2 separate regions of the Sus scrofa genome follow, and region 1 is linked to region 2. The links are chromatin contacts, called in public promoter capture Hi-C maps. All regions are on one chromosome and are shown on one strand. The core of a region is the stretch at or near the end of the contact, and the rest is flanking DNA. Distances in the headings are between cores, read along the strand shown.

Region 1 (3,502 bases), core at 673-3,172, 530 kb after region 2:
TTCTGGGGTTTTTTTAGGGCCACACCCGCGGCATATGGAGGTTCCCAGGCTAGGGGTCTAATCAGAGCTACAGCTGCCGGCCTACACCACAGCCACAGCAATGCAAGATCTGAGCCCTGTCTTCAGCTTACACCACAGCTCATGGCAAAACCGGACCCTTACCCACTGAGCAAGGCCAAGGATCGAACCCACCTCCTCATGGATGCTAGTTGGGTTTGTTAACCACTGAGCCACGACGGGAACTCCAATGAACTTTTAATTTTAGAACAGTTACAAACTTACTGAAAAGCTGCAAAGATAATTTCCCCTTTTGTCTGCCTCATGATGACTATGATATATTTGTCACAATTAAAGAGCCAATATTGATACATTCTTATTAATGATATTCCATAATTTGTTCAGATTTCCTTAGTTTTCCCCATCATCCTTTTTCTCTTTTAGGAGCACCCAGAAATCACATTACACTGAATTATCCTGTGTCCTCCGGCTTCGCTTGGCTGTGACAGGTTTTCAGGCTTTCCTCTTTTCCTTTTCCTTCTGTTTTTTCCTTTTTACAGCCACATCTGCGGCCTGTGGACCTTCTTGGGCTAGGGCTTGGATCAGAGCTGCAGCTGGATCCTGTGCCACAGCCACAGCAATGCTGGATCCCAGCCACATCTGTGACCTACCCTGCAGCTCATGGCAATGCCTGATCCTTAACCCACGGAGCCAGGCCAGGGATTGAATCTGAATCCTCATGGATACTAGTTGGGTTCTTAACCCACTGAGCTGCAACAGGTACTCCAGACGTTTCTTGTTGTTTGGTTTTTGATGAACTTGACAGTTTCCAGGGGTTCTGGTCAAGGGCTGTGTAGTCTGTCTCTCCACTGGGATTTGTCTGAGGTTTTACTAGTAATTAGAGTGGGGTTATGGGTTTGGGGGAGGAAGCTCATATCACATCCAGGGTGCCTACTGCGGACATGACTGATGACTGTCGGTGTTGACCGCGACCACTGGCTGAGGTCGTCTTGGCCAGGTTTTGCCGCTGTCAAGTCACCCTTCTGCTCTCTTTGGAAGGAAGTCACTATGCACAGCCCGCACTTAAGGACTGGGAAGCCCTGCTCCACCTTGGAGTATTTACAGAATCTGTTTGGAATTCCTCTGAATGGGAAATTTGTCTACTCTCCCTCATTTATTTATCCAGTGATTTATTTATTATCAGCAGGAACTCATGAGTGTTTGTTTTCTACTTTGGGTTGCAACCCAGCGCTACTTTAGTTATTCTGTTGCCACTCTGTTGGGTTTAGCTTAACATCGTTGAGGTAATTTAAATACAATAAACCCCACTGGTTTAAGTGCATGGTTGGAGGAGCCTCAGCAAAGCCTCCAACTGGGGAACCCACACCCCTAGCCCAGGCCACACCACGGGAGGGACCGGAACTGAATGATGAGACTAGGGACGTGGAGGATGACCCCAGCTTCCCATTTCAGCTGTGGAGGAGCGCAAGTTCCCCGCCTGAGGTAAACAGAGTCTCTAAGGGGCAAAAACATGCGCACGTCAGCAGTTCTTTTTTTTCCTCTGCCGTCAGCAGCTCAGCAACTTTGCTAACAGTGCTGCCCAGGGGTCTGGAGCGCAAGGGGCAGGCGCGACACGGGGCGGGGGGCGGAGGTCGCCCAGCGCCTTAGGAGCCCCTGGCAGGCACGGGGTGGGGGAGTTTGGGGGGTCGTGGAGGGGTGAACTCCTTCCCTGCTTTCAGTGTGTCCCGTCCCCGTCCCGCCCTCTTCCCTCTCCCTCTTTGGTCCAGGAGGCCCTCGGGGGTCAGACGAGGCCCAGAGGCCGTCCCGCGCGGCCTGGGCTGGGGCGGGTGCCCGGGCGGGCAGGCGGGCCCGCGGCGCCGGGGGCGGGCCGAGCGGGGGGCGGGCCCCTTGGCTGCGGTCCAGGGGGCGGGGCGGCGGCGCGGACGGTCTGGGTCCCTCCCAGGCGGGAGCGGCCCAGGCGGTGCCCCAGCGGCCGCGGAGCCATGGACGGCGGCTGGCCCTTCAGCTGCCCCATCTGCTTGGAGCCGCTCCGGGAGCCAGTGACGCTGCCCTGCGGCCACAACTTCTGTCTCGCCTGCCTGAGCGCGCTCTGGCCGCACCGCGGCGCGGGGGGCGCCGGGGGGCCGGGAGGCACGGCCCGCTGCCCGCTGTGCCAGGAGCCTTTCCCCGACGGCCTGCAGCTCCGCAAGAACCACACGCTGTCCGAGCTGCTGCAGCTCCGTCAGGGCTCGGGCCCGGGGCCCGGCCCAGGCCCGGCGCCGACCCCGGCCGCAGCCCTGGCGCCCGAGCCGGCGGCGCCCAGCGCGCCGCCCAGCTCGCCGCCCAGCGCTCCGGAGCCATCGGCGCCCAGCGCGCCCGAGCCGTGGCCGGAGGGCGAAGAGCCGGTGCGCTGCGACGCGTGCCCCGAGGGCGCCGCCCTGCCCGCCGCGCTCTCCTGCCTCTCCTGCCTCGCCTCCTTCTGTCCCGCACATCTGGGCCCGCACGAGCGCAGCCCCGCGCTGCGCGGACATCGCCTGGTGCCGCCGCTGCGCCGGCTGGAGGAGAGCCTGTGCCCGCGCCACCTGCGGCCGCTGGAGCGCTACTGCCGCGCGGACCGCGTGTGCCTTTGCGAGACCTGCGCCGCCCAGGAGCACCGAGGCCACGAGCTTGTGCCGCTGGAGCAGGAGCGCGCGCTCCAGGAGGTGGGATGCGGTTGCAGCGGGCGGGCGGGCGGCCGGGACGGGTGACCCGCCTCGAGAGCCGAGGCCCCATCACCCCCATCCTTCCCAGGCTGGGTCTTAATTTCCTCCTTTGCCGTCCCTTCCAGCCTGGACAGTCATCTGATCGCTGTGGGACATTTCGCTCAGGATGAGAATGGGGGGGGGGGTTGGAGGAACCCAGTGTGAACCCAAAAAGGACGGGAAAAGCAGGCTGGGGTCCCGAGGCTGGGGCGCGGCCGGGGGCGGGGGGGGTGTTTAAAGCAGCAGAGAGCTCGTGCCCATGCCGGTCCCAGCTCAGATTTGCTGCGGTGAGGGTTTCAGTGGGTGGGGCAGGCGACAGGAGGGCTGCAGAGGTGGGGCCGAACCCACCGGCACACAGACCCCTCTGTCCAGCTGACCTGGCGGCCCGCAGTGAGAGCATGTGGGCGCTGTCCAGCTCGTTACCTCCGCCCCCAGTTTCCTTTGGCCCTCAGCCGGGTCTTGGCACTTCTGGCCTTGGGATTTTCCGTCTCTCCTGCCTGGAGCAGTGACTCATAAGACCCAGGGGGTTTGCCCGGAATCCCCATTTTTCAGGCCTGGACTGGGGACACAAACTCTTTGAGAACAGGGATTCTCAGAACAGCTGAATGCCAGCTTGTGCAGCCACCTGTCCTCTCTCAGTCTCTGCCTCGTCCCCACCTAGGGAAGCTCCCAAATGAATGTGAGCGATATTGAGGAGCATGGATGGCCCTGTACTTGCTCACAAGTCAGAGAGGAGAGGCAGACACCCCACAGCCAGCCTGCCT
Region 2 (3,977 bases), core at 816-3,315:
AACCCCTAGCCTGGGAACCTCCATATGCCGCGGGAGCGGCCCAAGAAATAGCAACAACAACAACGACAAAAGACAAAAAAAAAAAATAAATAAATAAATAAACTTTAGACTGGGTGTGTGTGTGTGAATTATAAAAATAATGCAGGCCCATGGCATGAAATGAAAAGCAAGTCCGTTTTTCCCCTCTTCGTGCTCTCTTCGTGCTCACTCCACAAACATACTTCCAGAGAGGTTTCTGTGGCTCTACCAGCATTTATATATATAATGACCCTTTAACTGTAGGTAAATGCAGTTACACTAAACGTGCCTCTTGCTCCTTGACACTTAACGCATCTAGGCTGTATCCAAATCAGCAGAGAGCGAGTGAGCTCCCCACTGTTCACAGCTGAGTGACATGACTGCAGATTATCCCCTGCTCTGTTTAATGCCCTGCCTGCCGGCTGGACAGGTGCTTGCTGTTGCAGCCAAGCCTGTGATAAGCAGCCCAGCACCTGCACGCTGGGCAGCGTGCCCTGTTTCTTTCTTTTTTTTTTTTTTTTTGTCTTTTTAGGGCCGCACCCGCGGCCTATGGAGGTTCCCAGGCTAGGGGTCGCATCAGGGCTACAGCTGCCGGACTACCCCACAGCCACAGCCACACCAGACCTGGGCCCCATCTGCCACCTACCCCACAGCTCACAGCAACGCTGGATCCTGAATCCAGGGATCGAGGCCGGGGTCGAACCCGCATCCTTATGGATCCTAGTCAGGTTTGTTAACTGCTGAGTCACAAAGGGAACTCCCCAGCGTGCCCTGTTTCTGATGGGACAAATCCATGACATCGGCCGCCACCTGGAATCCCTCCACTCCTCCTGGGGGCTCCTGCAGGACCACTCGCCAGAGTCTACCGTCGGATGGTGACTGAGTTAAGTCCAGCTGCTCGACCTCTCTCTCTCTCTCTGCCTCCTCTGTCTCAGCCCTGCAATGGAGGTGATAGAAAGGGTACCACTTCTGGAGCTGTCTCAAGGGTGGCGTGTGCTAGATAACGTGTTAGACCACAGGGGTCAGGGGAAGGATTCGGGACGGCTTGCTGCCCTTCCTGTCATTGTTCCTTGAGTGCTTCATCTCCCCGGCAGAACACCGGCTCTCCTCGTGGGGCTCTGGTCTTCTCTGTACCCCGCAGCTTCCCAAGATTTGGATGCTGTGGGTGCCAGATACGTGGTCCCCGCTTGTGCTCCTGCCGAGGGATCCTCCAGCTTCGGCCCACCCTCCACTCCCCAAAGCCTTTCTCTGGCTGATCTTCCTTCTCTTTACTCCCCACCCCCACCCCTACCTGCCCTCTCACCCCACCCCCCACCCCTGTCCAGGTTAGTGATAACAGGGGTGCTGGGGGGGTTCCTCAGGAGCTCTGCAAAGGATCAAGGTCTGGACCCACCCTGAGACCAACACCATGGCCAGATTCCTGTCCCCAGGCTTCCAGACCTTGCCCCTCTCCCCGGAGGCTTGAGTATCACATCAACCTCTGGTCCTCCAGGCTGGCGAGGCCTGCTCCAGGGGGAAGGCGAGATGATAAGAGCCGGCCCAGGGCTGAGAAAGGGACATCTGGCCTTGGGAGCTCAGCCCGGATCCCGCCCCCAACACACCCACCCACACAATCGTTTAGTTCATCTAGTCTGAAGGGGGAGGCTAGGCGGGTCCTTGGCCTCCAAGGAGGGAGATGGGTGCCCCCTGCCCCTGGAGGTAGTCAGACCCTGAGCAATCCTGGCACCAGCAGGGGTCAGCCCGGGCCACAGCTACCCAGTGCGTCAGAGTAGATGGGTCTGCACTTGCCTCTGGGAGCGGGGAGGTGCAGGAATTTTTGGCTCAGGCTGCAGGGCAGCTGCTTGAGGGACTCTGCAGGGGTGGGGCCAAGTGGACTGTGCCTGCCCCCACCCCAGGGAAGCAGCAGAGCTAGGGGAGAAATTGCAGCAGAGGAGGGAGATCAAGAGTCAGAGCAGAGCTTCTCTGGGCTGAGAGCAAATAGAGACTGGCTTGGAGGAGACATTGGGGACCTCCTGTGATAACAGTAAGAGCAGTCTGAGTTTCAACGGCAGCTGCTAACAATTAGAAGTGAGTACCCTCTAAGGGGCTTCTTACAAAAGCCCCATGTTTTTTTTTTTTTCCTTTTTCAGCCACGCTGGAGGCATATGGAAGTTCCCCAGCCAGGGTTCCCATACCAGCCACAGCTGCAACCCCCCACTACAGCTGCGGCAACACCTGATCCTTAACCCACTGCCCCACAGTGGAAACTCCTACCTCTATTTTATTTTAGTTTTTATTTTTACAGACTAGGGAAGTTTTCAGGCTAGGCGTCGAATTGGAGCTGCAGCTGCAGACCTACGCCACAGCCACAGCAACACTGGATGGGAGCTGCATCTGGGACTTTTCCTGCAGCTTGGGGCAACGCTGGATCCTTAACCCACTGAGCAAGGCCAGGGATAGAACTGCATCCTCATGGATACTAGTCGGGTTCTTAACCCGCTAAGCCACAACGGGGAACTCCGGAATCTCCAGATCTTGACATCTTTCCTCTGCGTCCGTGGCAGGAATCCATGCGAACCAAGATTCTGCCCCATCAGGAAGGTTCTGCGTCATTGGAGCAGAGGCAGCGCGGGTGTTTTACTGAGTCTGCCCTAAAGAAGATTCCTGTGACTCGTCTAGAGACCCCGCCGTCCACCCAGGCACCCAGCCAGAGCTTCTCCCAGCGGCAAACCCTAGGCACGCTTCTGTCATTGGCACCAGCTCTGGACTTAATGCCGAGGGAGGGTGGGGGCAGGGGAAGTTGAGTAAGACCCGTCCTCAGCCTTGGAAGGCGCCTCCGCCTCGGGAGGATGCGGAGGAGGGCGCGTTGGCGGTAACGGAGAGTCGCGGGCAGGGGCAGAGATGAGAGAAGGCTTCCTGGAGGCAGAAGCTGCAACAGGACTCACAGGCGAGACCTTCCAAATGTGTTTCAAGGAAAGGGTGAGGGCTAAAAGGTCCGGGGGAACAGGCTTGTTTGACCTAAGGATGAAGGCGCTGGAGGGAGGGTATGGGAGATGGCTGTTACTGGAGTGGTTTTTCTAGAGGGTTGACGTGATCGTGGCACTTCGGACCTAGATTTTTCTCTTTGTCGGGGGAGGAGAGGATGGCGCCCGGAAGACGAGCTCCAGCGGAAAATAGGGCTCTGCCCGGGCTGAGACACCACTGGATCCGTCGCTGGGCACCGCTGCCCCAGGAACCGCAGAGCAGGACACTGGCGTCCAGCGCGGACCCGGCCCGGGCCGGCCCGCCCCGCCCCGCCCCCCGGCACCAGGCCCCGCCCCAGGCCCCGCCCCCGCCCCGCCCCCTCCCCCGCCGCCCCGCGCAGGTAGGGAAGAGGCGGAGCGCCGGGGCCCCGCCCCCAGGAGCCACCGCCCAGCCGCTGGCCGGCGCCGCTCGGAGCTGCGTCCTGGGGACTTGGGGCCGCAGGGAGGTGAGCGCGGGGCAGCGGGCGGGGCCGGGCTCGCGGCAGCCGGGCGGCCGGTGCCAGAGGGGCCGCGGGATTGCGCCGGAGCACGCCTTGGGGCGGCGGTGCGCGGCGGCGAGGGGGCCGGCCTGCGGAGTTCTCGGGCCCCACGTGGGCCAAGCCTGGGGCCAGAGGCCAGGGCTGGACTTCAAGGGGCCGCTGGACCGGGTGTGCTGGCTTCTTGTGCTCGGCTGGGACGAGGCGCCTAAGGGGTTCGTGGGCCATGGGTCACCAGAGATGGGGGCATGACAATTGGGCCGAAGTTTAAAGTCCCGGGAGGAAGAGAGGGGACAGCCCTAGGGCCGGACCGCGCCGTCCCGCCTTCGTCCCAGAAGCGCCTGGAATTCATACCTTCTGCTCCCCTCCCCTTTCTCCTGGGTGAGCAGTCGCGGCCGGGGCGGGGTTTTTCGGTTCAGCCTGCCGCCGAGGTGGAAACAGGTGCGGCCGGGGAGGCTTCTTGCCAGGCTGGTCCAGAGCT

What was found. Promoter capture Hi-C pulls out the DNA fragments that hold promoters and counts their contacts.
Region 1: a promoter capture Hi-C map of fetal skeletal muscle shows a contact between it and region 2, with 3 times the contacts expected there. The contact joins the promoter of TRIM47 here to the promoter of RHBDF2 in region 2. A contact is called at or near these places in 1 of 5 promoter capture datasets (fetal skeletal muscle) and 1 of 2 datasets of contacts at active chromatin or transcription factors (alveolar macrophages).

Annotation. Positions count from the first base shown.
Region 1 is chr12:5,533,337-5,536,838 of Sscrofa11.1, forward strand. TRIM47 (tripartite motif-containing protein 47) reads left to right here and starts at 1,923. Exons shown (of 6, transcript XM_003131190.4): 1 at 1,923-2,699. The coding sequence starts at 2,001.
Region 2 is chr12:5,006,469-5,010,445 of Sscrofa11.1, forward strand. It overlaps RHBDF2 (inactive rhomboid protein 2), which reads left to right and starts at 2,066. Exons shown (of 19, transcript XM_021066584.1): 1 at 2,066-2,085.